3 separate regions of the Zea mays genome follow, and all the other regions are linked to region 2. A link is a contact called in public Hi-C data. All regions are on one chromosome and are shown on one strand. The core of a region is the stretch at or near the end of the contact, and the rest is flanking DNA. Distances in the headings are between cores, read along the strand shown.

Region 1 (4,838 bases), core at 911-3,410, 320 kb before region 2:
CGATCTGCCGTGCAGTGACAAAAACACTCGGTCATATACTCATATGTATACTGTCAAAGAAATGCAAGTCACAGTCAAGCTAGACGTATCTTTGATCGAAAAAAAAAGTTGATGTTGTAGCTAAGCTACCTATAGCCCACATCTTCGACATGCATGGTGCCCGACGAGCCAACCGTAGTGTTAGACGATGTTCGGTTTGTAGGCACTATATTTTAGTAGGTTTATTTTAGTCTTTAAATTATTAAATATAAAGTTTTTGTATTTGATAATTTAGTAACTAAAAGAAGCGCTGAATCGAAGCGGAGCTGCGGAGCCCGTTGGGCAACTCAACTCCTCTTGTGGGACTTCTAAGGATGGCCACAACTAACGAATGATCCGATCGATATTCCGGTTAGATGCTGAGACGCCGACTGCACGGCAAATGATAAAGACCGTCTACTGGGCGAGGCACATTTATTTCTCCGAGCCTGCAGATTTCTGGAGCGCACACTGTACGCTCGCCATCCGACCACGCCTGCACTCGATCGGTGTCCACACGCGCGCGCGCGCGCACCTCGTCTTGCAGCGCTTGCCGGTGTTCTAAAAGAAAAGAAGAAACCGAGCAGATTTCTGAGCGGACACCATCGTTGTCCTAGCCTCCTAGCCCTTGGGCTCCACACGATTCTAGCGGCTGCAGCGACAGGTGATGATAGCCCAGACACGGTGCGGTGAGGCTACATAATACACTATTAGATTCCCCCCCGGCCGTCAGGCGTCAGTTCATGTCGAGCTCCAGCACGAGCCAAAAGTTCTCGCGAGTCACGACGACACTAGTGCAATAATCATGCATGGAGCAGTGCCGTAATAATATATAGGTTTCGCAGAATTAGAGGGAAATTTTTGTTTTTCTGGTCAGTGTTACTGTTGAGATGGATGGACAGATCCCTCTGCAAAGCTGCTATACTAATCATCAACAGCCAGCCCGACCACTTGACAATCATTCTGTGCCTAGTCATTTGACGCACGGCCGGACCACAATATTATTTTAGGTTCTGTTTGATCAACTCTGAAAGGACGACAGATGAGGCACTTTGTATGTGTCGTCGCACTGTGCACGGCGTGAGCTGATGTAATGAGTGATCCTTGTTGTTTAACAGAATAATAGCGCAGCAGTGCAATGCACTTGCATTCCAAGGCAGCAGGGTGGCTGAAGCATTTGTTCATAGCCTGGTCGGCTGGTCCTGCGAATGGAACCCTCTAGCGGCCGCTCCTACTACCACTTCATCACGTCGCGATCCGATCCAATCCAATCAGACATGCAGGCACAGATCAGCATTCTCTGGCCGTGTACAAAAGAGGAAGAAGAGCTTATGTGATCAGACAGGATCATCATCAAATCATCGTTCTGCAGCGCGCGGAGTGCTCACGTCACGTGGGCGAGCGAGACAAGACAAGTTTCGTTCCATGGTGGGCGCTTGGGCCTGCTGCTGGGTCCGGCAGCTTTCGGTTTGTTCGTTTGCTGCGTCGAAGAGGACATTGGAATAGGGGGCCACTCTGTCACGGGGGCTGCTGGATCAGCGGATCTTTGACTCGAATATCGTCGGCTGGGATTTTTTTTTTTTTTGCTCCCAACGACTTTGTTCGTCTGTCAGATCCGATGATTGGTCCGGTCCTTCTTGTTAAGCTCCGGATACAGTTTACTACTCGTCACCACCCGACACTCGGGCAGGACTCTGCTGCTGTGTGCTGTTCTTCGGCAGAAATGGAAGTACGAAACGGAACGTTGGGATGCTGAGATTTTGTTGGCACACCCATGCAAACCAAGATTGGATGAGGCAGACGACACGAGACAACCAAGGACCAAGCTCCTCCCATCCAGTCCCAGCGCGTCGCGGTGTCGGTGTAGTGTACCATCATCGAGAAGAACGAGTGGACGCGTCGGAAAAAAAAAATATCATACAGCTAGAGCTAGGCTAGGCAGGGTTGAAAAGTACCTCTCGGCACGCCCACTCCAACGTCGCCCCAAGCGTGCGTCCCGGTGTGCCGTGTGGTGTTCCGCGGGCACCCCCGGTTCACGGTGTTCCGAGGCCGAGCGCGGGCGCGCCGTCGCTTTCCGTTGCGGGGTCAAGTGGGGCGCGCCGTCCACAGAACGCAAAAAGATACCGGCGCATGCGTACGTTCCCGCATTGTTGCCTTGCGCCCCCGCCTCCGCTCCGCACGCGCGCGCCGGGCGTAGAGCGTAGCGGGGGCGGGACAAGACGCGCCCGCGTGCTCTGCCGCTCCCGCTACTTGCTCCACTGGTCGCCTGCTCCCTCCCTCCCAGCTCGCTCTTATATCTACCGGCCTTCCTCGCCGCCCCCATGGCCTTGTCTTGTCTCCAGCAGAGGTTAGCGACCAGAGACCAGCCAGAGCCAGCAGCCTGGACCAAGGCAAGTAGCGCACTAACATTTCTCTGTTCTTGGCCTGTGTCCCTGATCAACTCAGATTGGCCGGACGCTTGGGACGCTGCCGCCTTTTTTTTTGGGTCTGTAAGTATGATCTTTGCTTCATCATCAGTTCAGCACTGCATGCCTTCAATTCTGCCGTCTCCATTGTACTTTAGCTCTGTGCATTTCTCGATTCAGTCAGAGTAGCATTTGCTAAACCGTAAGTTTGGGTGTCCTGTCAAATGTTCTGCAGTTAGTTTCCATGGCTAGCACATAGTTTTGGGACTGATTTCACAAGTTGACCCCCCACCCCACCAAAAAAAAAAACAACTTGTTGATACGTTGGTGTTCCTCGGTACTCGACATGTTAACTGGATGAGTGACAAAAGTGTTACAAATTAATACGCACAGCACAACCACCTGCACTTCGTATAGTGGAGTGTCATTTCCCATTTTTTTCTTTCTTCTTTACCGGTTCATTGAATGTGGACGTGTGGTCACATCATCCTAGAGACTCCACTAGACAGCGAAGCTTTTCATGCTGGAGACTCCTCCGATAATAAGTACGCTTGTTTTGATCCTGAATATGACAGCCAGTCATCCGTTTGCCGCTGGATGAGTTTATTGCCGATTTGAAGTATGGACACATTCAAGGCCTTAACCTTATGTTCTGTAACATCTAACTGAGGGGCCGAGAAAAGGCGACGTGTATCTGCTAAAATATCTGAATACTTACTGCGTGAGTCTCTCTGATGGTTACCAGCAAGGAATTTGATCGACTCAGTCAAATTATCTTAAGTTTCACTAACTTTATAGAAAAGTGTAACGACGTCTATGTATATTCTACGATTTATTTAATGATACTAAATTGATGTCATAAACCTTGGTGGCTAGAAATCCGGTCAAAGTTTCTTTTTTAAAAAAAATTAAGGAAACTCTAGGGATCAATTTATTCAGGAACAGAAGCAAACCATGAAAAGAATATCTAACTGGTTATGTTTTTATTACCTGGTCCCCATGGTCACTGAGTGGTCTGCTTTCAGTAGAATGAATACTTTTGATCTTTTCACACTTCGATCCCTTTCAATGACCGTCCCGGCCCCGGGCACAAGTGAACTGCACAGGTCATTTCATTTGTTTCTTCAATGTTAAACACTCTGTGCTTTCGTAAAATGTCAACGTAATTATTTGATGTCATCAGATCTAGTATCCCAGTGCACTTATGTGAGGATCCCCTGTTTTTTCAGGTAACGGTGCTAAGAGTGTGATGGTGTATTTTAAAATGCATTTCTGGTTAGTCCTTGTGCTCTGCAGTTTCCGAGCATCAAAATCCCTACCTCTGGATAGAGATATACTTTTGGGCATCAGAGGCTATCTGAAAGATCCACAGAATTACCTACACAACTGGGATGAATCCCACTCACCGTGCCAATTCTACGGTGTTACATGTGACCACAATTCTGGCGATGTCATCGGGATATCACTCTCAAATATCTCGCTGTCAGGCACTATATCATCTTCATTTTCTCTTCTTGGACAATTACGCACTCTGGAGCTTGGGGCAAACTCCATCTCAGGAACTGTTCCTGCTGCGCTAGCCGACTGCACAAATCTGCAGGTACTTAATCTGTCAATGAACAGTTTAACTGGTGAATTGCCTGATCTTTCAGCATTGGTCAACCTACGAGTTCTGGACTTGTCGACCAATAGTTTCAATGGGGCATTCCCAACATGGGTCAGCAAATTACCAGGTCTAACTGAACTAGGCCTTGGAGAGAACAGCTTCGACGAAGGTGATGTTCCGGAAAGCATTGGAGACCTGAAGAACTTAACGTGGCTGTTCTTGGGACAATGCAATCTTAGGGGAGAGATACCAGCTTCAGTCTTCGATTTGGTATCACTCGGGACACTGGACTTCTCACGCAACCAAATTACTGGTGTATTCCCGAAGGCAATATCTAAACTGAGGAACTTATGGAAGATTGAGCTCTACCAGAACAACTTGACTGGTGAAATTCCTCAAGAGCTTGCAACTCTAACCTTGTTATCTGAGTTTGATGTTTCTCGGAATCAGCTGACTGGCATGCTGCCTAAGGAGATTGGCAGCCTGAAGAAGCTGAGGATATTCCATATATACCACAACAACTTCTTTGGTGAACTTCCTGAAGAGTTGGGGAACCTGCAGTTTCTTGAGTCATTCTCAACCTATGAAAATCAGTTCTCAGGAAAGTTCCCTGCCAACCTGGGTCGATTCTCACCACTCAACACAATCGACATATCCGAGAATTACTTTTCTGGCGAATTTCCAAGATTCTTGTGCCAAAACAACAAGCTCCAGTTCTTATTGGCTTTGACCAACAACTTTTCAGGTGAATTCCCCGCTTCTTACTCTTCTTGCAAGACACTTCAGAGGTTCAGAATAAGTCAAAATCA
Region 2 (4,513 bases), core at 1,061-3,560:
GAGCCCTCAGGTCGGACGAGGTGGAGACCGTCGGCTGAGGCCGGGGCGGAGTCCGAGCCCTGGGGTCGGGCGGAGTTCGTCGTCTTCCGGGACCGAGCCCGAGTCCGAGCCCTGGGGTCGGGCGGAGCGGAGTTCGTCGTCTTCCGGGGCTGAGCCCGAGTCCGAGCCCTGGGGTCGGGCGAAGCGGAGTTCGTCGTCTTCCGGGGCCGAGCCCGAGTCCGAGCCCTGGGGTCAGGCGGAGCGGAGTTCGTTGTCTTCCGGGGCTGAGCCCGTGTCCGAGCCCTGGGGTCGGGCGGAGCGGAGTTCGTCGTCTTCCGGGGCTGAGCCCGTGTCCGAGCCCTGGGGTCGGGCGGAGCGGAGTTCGTCGTCTTCCGGGGCTGAGCCCGTGTCCGAGCCCTGGGGTCGGGCGAGGCGGAGTTTCCTATGACGCCTGAGGCCTGACTTAGCCGCTGTCAGCCTCACTCTGTCGAGTGGCGCAGCAGTCGGGGCGGCGCAGGCGGTGCTGTCCTCTTGTCAGACCGGTCAGTGGAGCGGCGAAGTGACTGCGGTCACTTCGGCTCTGTAGACTAGAGGGCGTGCGTCAGGATAAAGGTGTCAGGCCACCTTTGCATTGAATGCCCCTGCGATTTGGTCGGTTGGCGTGACGATTTGGCCAAGGTTGCTTCTTGGTGAAGACTGGGCCTCGGGCGAGCCGAAAGCGTGTCCGTTGCTGGAGGGGGTCCTCGGGCGAGACGTAGATCCTCCAGGGTCGGCTGCCCTTGCCCGAGGCTGGGCTCGGGCGAGGCGCGATCGCGTCCCTTGAATGGACCGATCCTTGACTTAATCGCACCCATCAGACCTTTGCAGCTTTGTGCTGATGGAGGTTACCAGCTAAGATTTAGGAGCCATGAGTGTACCCCTAATTATGGTCCCCGACAAATCTTAACAATATGTGAAAAATTTTTTAGATCACCATTCATTATCACTCTACCCGGCGCACAGCAAAGGGCGCTTAGGCGGCGGCCCGGCGCGATGGCCGATGGGTCAAGGGATGAAAACGAGACGAAAAATTCCCGTATCATCCCGTATCGAATACTATTTTTCCCCGATCATTTTCGAATTGTTCGAAAACCGATTAGAAACGGTAAAAAACGATTTAGCTAGTTTTTTGACTGTTTTCGTATTTTTCGTTTCCGGGTCGTGCTAATACCGTTTTCTACCGTTTTATATAATATGAGATAGATCTAGCATATAATTTATTTAAGTTATAGATTTTTATTGTGTTCAAGTGAATGAATAAGCGAAAAACAAATGTTATAATTACTCTAACTAATATGAATGATGGAAAAAGAGTTGTTTGTGTATTTCTAAATCTTAAAAATTAGGCAATACATCACTTTATTATGTTTTTGTTAAAACTACAAAATAGTTATTTTTTGACTATATTTTATCGTTTTCGATCGTTTTCGAATAACCGATAATTCCGATTCCGTATTTCGACTGTTGATTTTCGTTTTCTTCCCAACAAAAAGATATGAAAACAAAAACAATTTAGCTGTTTTTTTATCGTTTCGACATTTCATCCTAGATGGGTGAGCGCGGCAGCTCGGAGGATGCACGTGACGCCGTCGGGCGTCGGCAGTGGGGAAGGCTGGTTCGTGATTTTTTTTTAGTCGGGCTCCACTGAAGACTAAACTAACCACAACGTGGACCGATCTTGTATAGGTCTATTTTTTGTAATTTTGCTAGAGCTTCGGTTTCTCCTTTGTATATTAGAACTGCAGTCTTTGTATGACAGACGAGTGTAACTCCATAAACCGAGAAGAAGTTACTAGCTGCTCAGCAGATTCACACACTGCCTTTGCCATTCTAGGCATGCGACGGGACGGTTTGTACAAACAAACACGAGATCTTTTTGGAACGTAGGAATTTTATAGGAGTAACATAGTTCAAAAAACATAGGATGAGGAAAAATTATCCTTTAATCCAAAAGAGGTCTAACTGAAAACTAAAAACACAAGCCACGCATTCTTTGCTAGTGCATTGATCCATGTATCTTTCGTTTTTACTACTGCAAAGCCAGCTTTCGTCATATCGTAATCTAAGAATGCGGTATGGCTTTTTCGTCAGGCATCAACCAGCTTCCACTGCTTTGGTGGCTAACCATCCTCACCGTCACCGACTCCGCTAATCACCGTGCCCCCGGATGGCCGGGCCCCTCTAGGGCCAAAAGATTTGTCCGCGACCGTACGCGACGAGGGCCCACCTGAGGAAACGGGTTATTTAACCAGCCGCGCGCTTCCCATTTTCATGTGCTTGCTTTGCTTAAACCAGCTCGGCCTTTGCTTTTTTGCAGCGGGGTATATATCTTCGCTATATATACAACTCCTCTCCTGCTCCGCTCTTCAAGCCCACCCAGAGCTCTGTAGAAGAGAGGGGAGGAAGGACCGAGGACCAACCGGAGCCCCACTCGGCCGCCGCCTCTCACCTCCACCGACTGCCTGCGTCCCACCGCTCCTGCTGCCGCCCGTTGCTCTCGCCATTGAAGCCCTCGCCGCCTCCGCCCGCTTGCCCGCCCTCCCGTCGGCTGCCTTCCGGGTACGCGCCACGCTGCCTATGCCGCCACCGGTTCTTACCGCGCTTTCATATTCTTCCGATGCGTTCTTGCTGGGAGGCGCTTGATCTGTTCTTGGTGTTTTCGGGGTTCTTTTTGCTCTGGTGGTATGGTGGTGGTGGGGTGTGTGTGTGGAAGTGGAACCACCATTTGCTCGATTTGGCGTTCATTCGCTCCCTTCCTGCAGCAGATTTACCTCCTTTTTTCCCCTCCCTTGTTTCTTGCTTGATTTGTTGCCTTCTTTTTCGGTAGATTCCGGTTCGCAGCTTTACCTCGCGTCGTTGCTCCCTTTTAACCGACTTGCTCCCATTCATGCCCTTCATGCTTCGTCTAACGAAGGTTTCTGCTTCTGTTGTGTCTGCCCTTGTGTGTCATCCGGGCATCTTCTTGTTTGCTTGCTTTTAATGAACCGCGAAAGCTAGCGGATCCTGACGTGTTCCTTGTCTCTATTGCAGATGAGAAGCGGCGCAACCTGGGCGGTGGAAGCGTGGTCGGACTGAGCCTTCGTGGGGGTTAGCGCCGAGAAGGATCCTGGAGATTAAGCGCATGGGTTCCTTGGAGGCCCGGTACAGGCCGACCGGGGCAGCGTAAGATCTCACTGTCCAGTCTCGATCTACCCTCCCCTTCCCCTACCTCTTCACTCACCTCAGCCCGCTTGCTGCTCACGCTTTTGTGCTGGGGTTCTGCTCGGTGTGGATAGCGATAGCGTGCTAATCCAGGTTCAGTCTCAGATGCGCCATTTGCTTTACCATGTGCGGTCATGTGCTGCGTGCTGTATTGATTTGCATCTAAGCTCGTATTGATGCCTGTGTCTGGGGTGTGGTGGTGCCATCCTCCATTCTTATCATGCAATCTTGCAGCAGTGAGTGTTGCGGTACTACTACCATGTACCTTTGTACAAGATGCCGTCCCTTCCCTTCTGGTCGCTGTTCCGTTCACCATGCTCCGCCCCCTCTATTTGGTAGGTGGTGCTGGCAGTGGTGGTTATGCTTTTATGACATCTTCTACCAGTCCGTCAGAGAAACTAGCAAGAACTTTGCCCCTTCTCCCAGCCCATGATATGCATGGATGCTGATGGTTCGCCGACGATGCGTTTCAAACTTGTAAATCTGCCCATCCTCACACTCGTCGGGATTTTCACGGTTCTCCTGGCCGAAAGTTACTCTCTGGTGTGGTGATTTTGTATCCCATATCTGGATTCTAATAACAATCAACAAAGATTTTGCTTCGAGCTCGGCCGTTTCTTCTGCCGTAAAGCGCGCAGCCTGGCGTCGGTGGCCATCCATGTGTTCGTCCTGCTGTTTTGACCCCAAAGACTGCACCTTGTGACAGCAGCCCTATTTTAAATGCCGTAAAGCTGCCTAAGTGACGCTCCTCGGCCACGTTGAGCAGGTCAGCTACTGCTGCTGCTTGGTGCCTCCTCTGGCCCCGGACCGTTGAATTGCCGTGCTTGGCGTGTAGAAAATGGCGCGTTTTGGTGTGTGCCCTACCGGTGATTTCGGCTATCTAAGTAGGGTCCATATTTTTGGACCAAATTTTTTCGACGATGTTTACCCCTAGTACTGGGAAGAAAAAGCTTTCTTCTCTGTAGCTGGGATGCAATTTTTTGGTTGCGTGTTCCACGGTATTCAAAGAATATGGAGGGTTAGGTACCAAACATCTTCATTTATGCCCATCTTTCCCAAAAGATGTGACTAATAAAGTAGAGGTCTCGACAATAACAGAGTCCACTAATTTCCTTTGGCTCCTTTTAAATTCTCAGTGCTGGGTGTGTATTTTTTCCTTTAGCCTTTTTTCTTCTACAGGCAAACAACTTTTGTTTGATTCAGCACTTTACACACATACATACGTGATACCGCAAGTTTTTGCTCTAAAAAAGATGTGCTTTGAATGCTTTAGTTTTAGTCTTACAAGTCAGTA
Region 3 (4,408 bases), core at 988-3,487, 280 kb before region 2:
GACCAATTGAAGCATGATGTCGACAAGACTGAATGAGCTGCTTGCTACAAACATCATCAACCACAACCACAACCAGTGTTTTACTAGCTGCTCCATCGATTATTTATTTATTTATTGCAGCAGCAGCGGTAAACATTTCCGTTTGTAAATTAACACACTGTGTTTGGTCAAGCATAAAAGGTATAGCGATTTCATTCAGAAAGTTTCAGAGATGTGATATGATAGCAAATTACGCTAATCCGCATTAGTGCTGCAGAAGTTAGAACTTACATTTACATCTTCTAGAGGTGAAATCGACAGCTGCTTATAGTCTATGGTATGATTGTGGGGCCCCGGAGATTTGCAATATCCCAAGTACAGAATTATATTAGCTACTACCAACCTACCTGCTCACTGAAGCCACGTTATCTAGAAGCATAAGCTACCAACCAGTCGTAAAATAGAACCTAAAGACAAGCTGGTGGATGTCTCTACCTAATAAGTGGAATGGAAACATGGAGGCTAAACACGTACCTAAAAAAAGAATAAATTGTTTTTAACTAAACTAAGTTAAGCGCAAAAAATATATATATCAAACTACAAAATTTCAATTAACGTCAGATCAAACAAGGTTGGGGACCTAGAGGGCACCTAAAGTCTTAATCCTGGATGCATATATGATATCTCAAGACTCAACCATTATACAGTATTATGAAATTCAGGTGCTAAAGTACTATGTAACACTAGCTAAACTGTGAATACTATTAAAACAACTGCTCGTGAGAGAATTCAGTAGGCATACATCACAGAAAAAACGCACCTTACTGGCAAAGATGCCTTTCTTTACTTTCTTCTTCTTCTTTTTTTTTTAACTTTGAGATCATAAAAGAGAAATACAGAATCCGGCCAGGCTATATAATGTAGTCAATTCGGTAAATGCTAGCGGCAACCGCACCTTACCTACTTCGATGCGCATGGGCCATCAAGCTTCACTGCCCCTAAGTTTGCTGCTGACAAGCAAGCTATCAAGCATCTCACTACCTATTCAGGTCAGGTAGATATCTACATATGCAGATTCATTTTTGTAGAACTACCGTAAGCTCTAGGCCGGCAACTTTCCCCAATGGCCTGTTCACATCTGATTTTCATGTTGATTTCACCAGAACATTGGTCACTGGCTCTAGCGATCCTTGTTTCAGGATAAAAAAAAGGCGCATGGTCTCATGATTCGCGACAAGAATCCCCATTTCTGCACCTGCATTGGACCGGACCATGATCTGGTGGGGGTGACTCAAAAGCACTGAGCAGAGGAAAACAAGGACCCACCGAGAGAGTCCGAGACGCAATGTTACCAACCTAATTTTGACGCACTGGGTCATCTGCTAAAACGGTGAGGCTTCCCAACGGATTCGCGGGGAGCGGAGAAAGGGAGGGAGTACGGTGGTAGGTAGGCATCGAGCGCACCTGGTACATGGGCTTGGGAAAGCCATAGAAGTCGTAGATGGTGTCGTTGCTGCCGCGGATGACGTTGACCGCCGGCGTGGCCGTCTCCCAGTGTCCCGAGACGACGAGGATGGCGCGCGGGGGCTGGTCGCCCGCGACCTTCGCCGGCACCCATGACTTGAAGAAGTGCCGCGCCGGGATACTGTCGTCGATGGAGAGCGTGGGCGAGCCGTGCGATAGGAAGAAGGTGTCCATGGTGGCCGGGACTCTCGGCGGTCGCCTCTGCTGCCCCTCCTCGGCTGTTGCTTCTGGCCCTGGCCTCGCGATGTCGCCGCGCCGCCGCTGCTGCTCGCCCTCCCGCGTCGCGTGCCGCGTCTCTGGTTTGGCTCTGCCCGCTCTCCCCTGGCTCTGCCCCATTATGTCGTCGCGCTCGCTGCGCTGGATCTTCTTTTTGCGCGCGTGCGTCGCGCTCGCGTTTGGTTTGTGGTGGTGGCCCGTGGAGGAGAGCACGTGCAGCGCGAGAGTGCGAGAGGGATGATTCAGAGAGACGATTGAGGGGCGGTTCGGTTGGTCGCAAGGGGACGGGTCCAATCCAAAGTCGAAACGCAGCAAGCAATACGAATCTTCCGGCGACGGTACGGTTTGCCGGCCCGCGGCGTGCGTGGTCACTATCGTGTAAGCAATGACGCACGACGGCGTATTTCTATGGAATCGTTAACAGGAGAGAACAGGTTTCGTGGACCGGGCCGGTCTTCCACTATGGGCTTGTTAGGACATACAAAGGCACAGCCGAAATTTGCTGTTGGTCTCGAGCAAGGCCACGGCCCACAGGTCTGCTTGGGTTTGGGTCTAGGAAAGGAAAAGAACTACTCTCACTAAAATGAGAGAAAGGTGCGCCTAAAAAACCAAAAAGAGAGAAAGATGAAAAAGAAGACTTCAAACGCACTGACATATAAGCAACCGCATCAGTGCGTATTTACGGAGCAAATCCGATCTCCCCGTCGACCTGGTACACAGCCGCAGTTGGTATCAGGACGTCGCACGGCAGGTCACGAGTCTTCAGAGTTCAGAGAGAGAAAGAACGGTGTCTTCCACCAAAAGTCTACCATCTAGATGATCAGGTTTACTCCGACGGCGACCGAATGTCCAGTGTCTCGATCCGTCATTTTTTTTCGTCAAGATCAGCTGTTTGAGAATCTATCGCTAGTCCATTCTGGCTGCCAGGCTGCAGTGCATAAAAGCTCCAAACTCCACGATAAGCCACAAGTGAGGAGGCATAATAATCCAGTAGCGATCTTTCGGTTTTACCATGGCAGCTACGACGAGCGCTGCCAGTGCCAGGGGCTTGCTGCTCTGCGTGTTGGTGGCCTTTCTCCACCGCCTCCAGTTTCAGATCCCGCCTGTAGCAGTAGCAGCTGCGACGCCGAAGAACAAAACCGAGAGCCGAGACGGGCACGGGAAGACGCTCAGCTTCACGCTGTACCAGCACGAGACCATCAACAGGACCGGCTACATCGTGGTGGACGGCGTCGCGGGCGCGGGCGTCAGCCAGACCACCACGCCCTTCGGCACCATCTACGTCTTCCGCGACGACCTGACGGTGCGCGCGGACAGGGACTCCCGGGTGGCGGGCGTCGCGGAGGGGACCTCCATCACCACCAGCCTCGACGGGCTGCAGAGCATGTCGCTGGCCAAGATCACGGTCCACCACCGCGGCCACCGGGGCTCCGTCTCGGTCCTTGGGGGCACCTACAACACCAAGCCGTCCGACTACCCGGTGGTGGGTGGCACCGGCGACTTCGCGTACGCGCTGGGATACGTCCGGTCCTCGCCGGTGGACTTGCGAGGACGAACGGTGACGTACAAGATGGAGCTTCACTTGTACTGGCCTCCATACGCCCACTACGCTCCCGTTCCACGTAAAGCGTGAATACTAGTATAGCTACCACTGCAACGTCCTACAAGTGTGCTCATTTTATTATTATTTTGTCGTACACGGCGTGAATCTTTTATCTAATTTTAGAGCGCACAATAAAGTTGAAAATAGTTTGGTAACATTTTCTTATATATAAAACCATATTTTCCATTGATGATTTGTTGATGCTACAGTTGCCCGGGCTCAATTGTCATAAACTCATAAACTTAGGTATTTGACTCGATTAGCGAAATTTTTGTTTTTTTATTGGACAGCTTACTCATTATCATCACTATATTTAAAGTTCACTCTACGAACATTACAGTCTATAATACATAACCATGCAAACCAGTGTTTTGTGTAACCATATGGTAAACTGTTGGATATGGTCTTAGTTCTAGATCAAGTTGGCACTTGAGCACACCATAACACCTATAAAAGTGGATGCCATCAAACACCTTATGTCAGGTAAAAGGTTCCAATCTTGTGAGATTTAACAAATCAAGACGGCCTAGACATCAGCCTTGGAGCTCTAATAAAAAAAGGTTTGGTGGCAAACCGAACAATCGTCATGAGTACAAATCCTAACACATTGCTGCTAGACCTGATTCCACGGTTCGTTTATCAGCTGCAGTTTCATCAATTCTTTCCTGTATCGGCTACGACAACATGTAAACAAGTCAAGTAACACAATTTAGGTATGGTCGATACTATAGATGGTAAGGTACAATTGTATCAGATATTGTGGATATGGTTGTTGTGATTGTATTATGTACAACACTATATATGAAACACAAACCCATAGAGGTTCCCTATGACAAATACATCTGGTACCAAAGCCAGATCCGTTTTCACCATGTCTTCCACCACCTCAATCGTTCTACACTCCTCGGCGAGCGCTTCCACCACTTCTGTTGTCACCTCCTCCGCCATTGCTACTGCCATTACCTGCAAACTCAACCGTACAAATTTTCTGCTTTGGAAGGCCCAAGTTGTTCCCATCTTGTGGGGTGTACAACTCTATGGGTACCCGGATGCCATTATCTGCAAACTCAACCGTACAAATTTCCT

Evidence for each region. A called contact is a pair of places that touch in the nucleus more often than the background predicts.
Region 1: a contact with region 2 is called in a Hi-C map of ear, with 1.7 times the contacts expected there. The contact joins the promoter of LOC103650929 here to the promoter of LOC100193311 in region 2. A contact is called at or near these places in 2 of 25 Hi-C or Micro-C datasets (bundle sheath and ear).
Region 3: a contact with region 2 is called in a Hi-C map of leaf, with 7 times the contacts expected there. The contact joins the promoter of LOC103650928 here to the promoter of LOC100193311 in region 2. A contact is called at or near these places in 4 of 25 Hi-C or Micro-C datasets (bundle sheath, ear, leaf and 1 more).

What each region holds. Positions count from the first base shown.
Region 1 is chr3:177,042,169-177,047,006 of Zm-B73-REFERENCE-NAM-5.0, reverse strand. It overlaps LOC103650929 (receptor protein-tyrosine kinase CEPR2), which reads left to right and starts at 2,160. Exons shown (of 3, transcript XM_008676526.4): 1 at 2,160-2,507; 2 at 3,653-4,838. The coding sequence starts at 3,673.
Region 2 is chr3:176,718,207-176,722,719 of Zm-B73-REFERENCE-NAM-5.0, reverse strand. LOC100193311 reads left to right here and starts at 2,310. Exons shown (of 5, transcript NM_001394745.1): 1 at 2,310-2,577; 2 at 3,049-3,180. The coding sequence starts at 3,140.
Region 3 is chr3:176,995,822-177,000,229 of Zm-B73-REFERENCE-NAM-5.0, reverse strand. It overlaps LOC103650928 (extradiol ring-cleavage dioxygenase), which reads right to left and starts at 2,237. Exons shown (of 3, transcript XM_008676524.3): 1 at 1,444-2,237. The coding sequence starts at 1,839. It overlaps LOC100278150, which reads left to right and starts at 1,307. Exons shown (of 1, transcript NM_001151519.1): 1 at 1,307-3,508. The coding sequence starts at 2,732. The coding sequence ends at 3,352.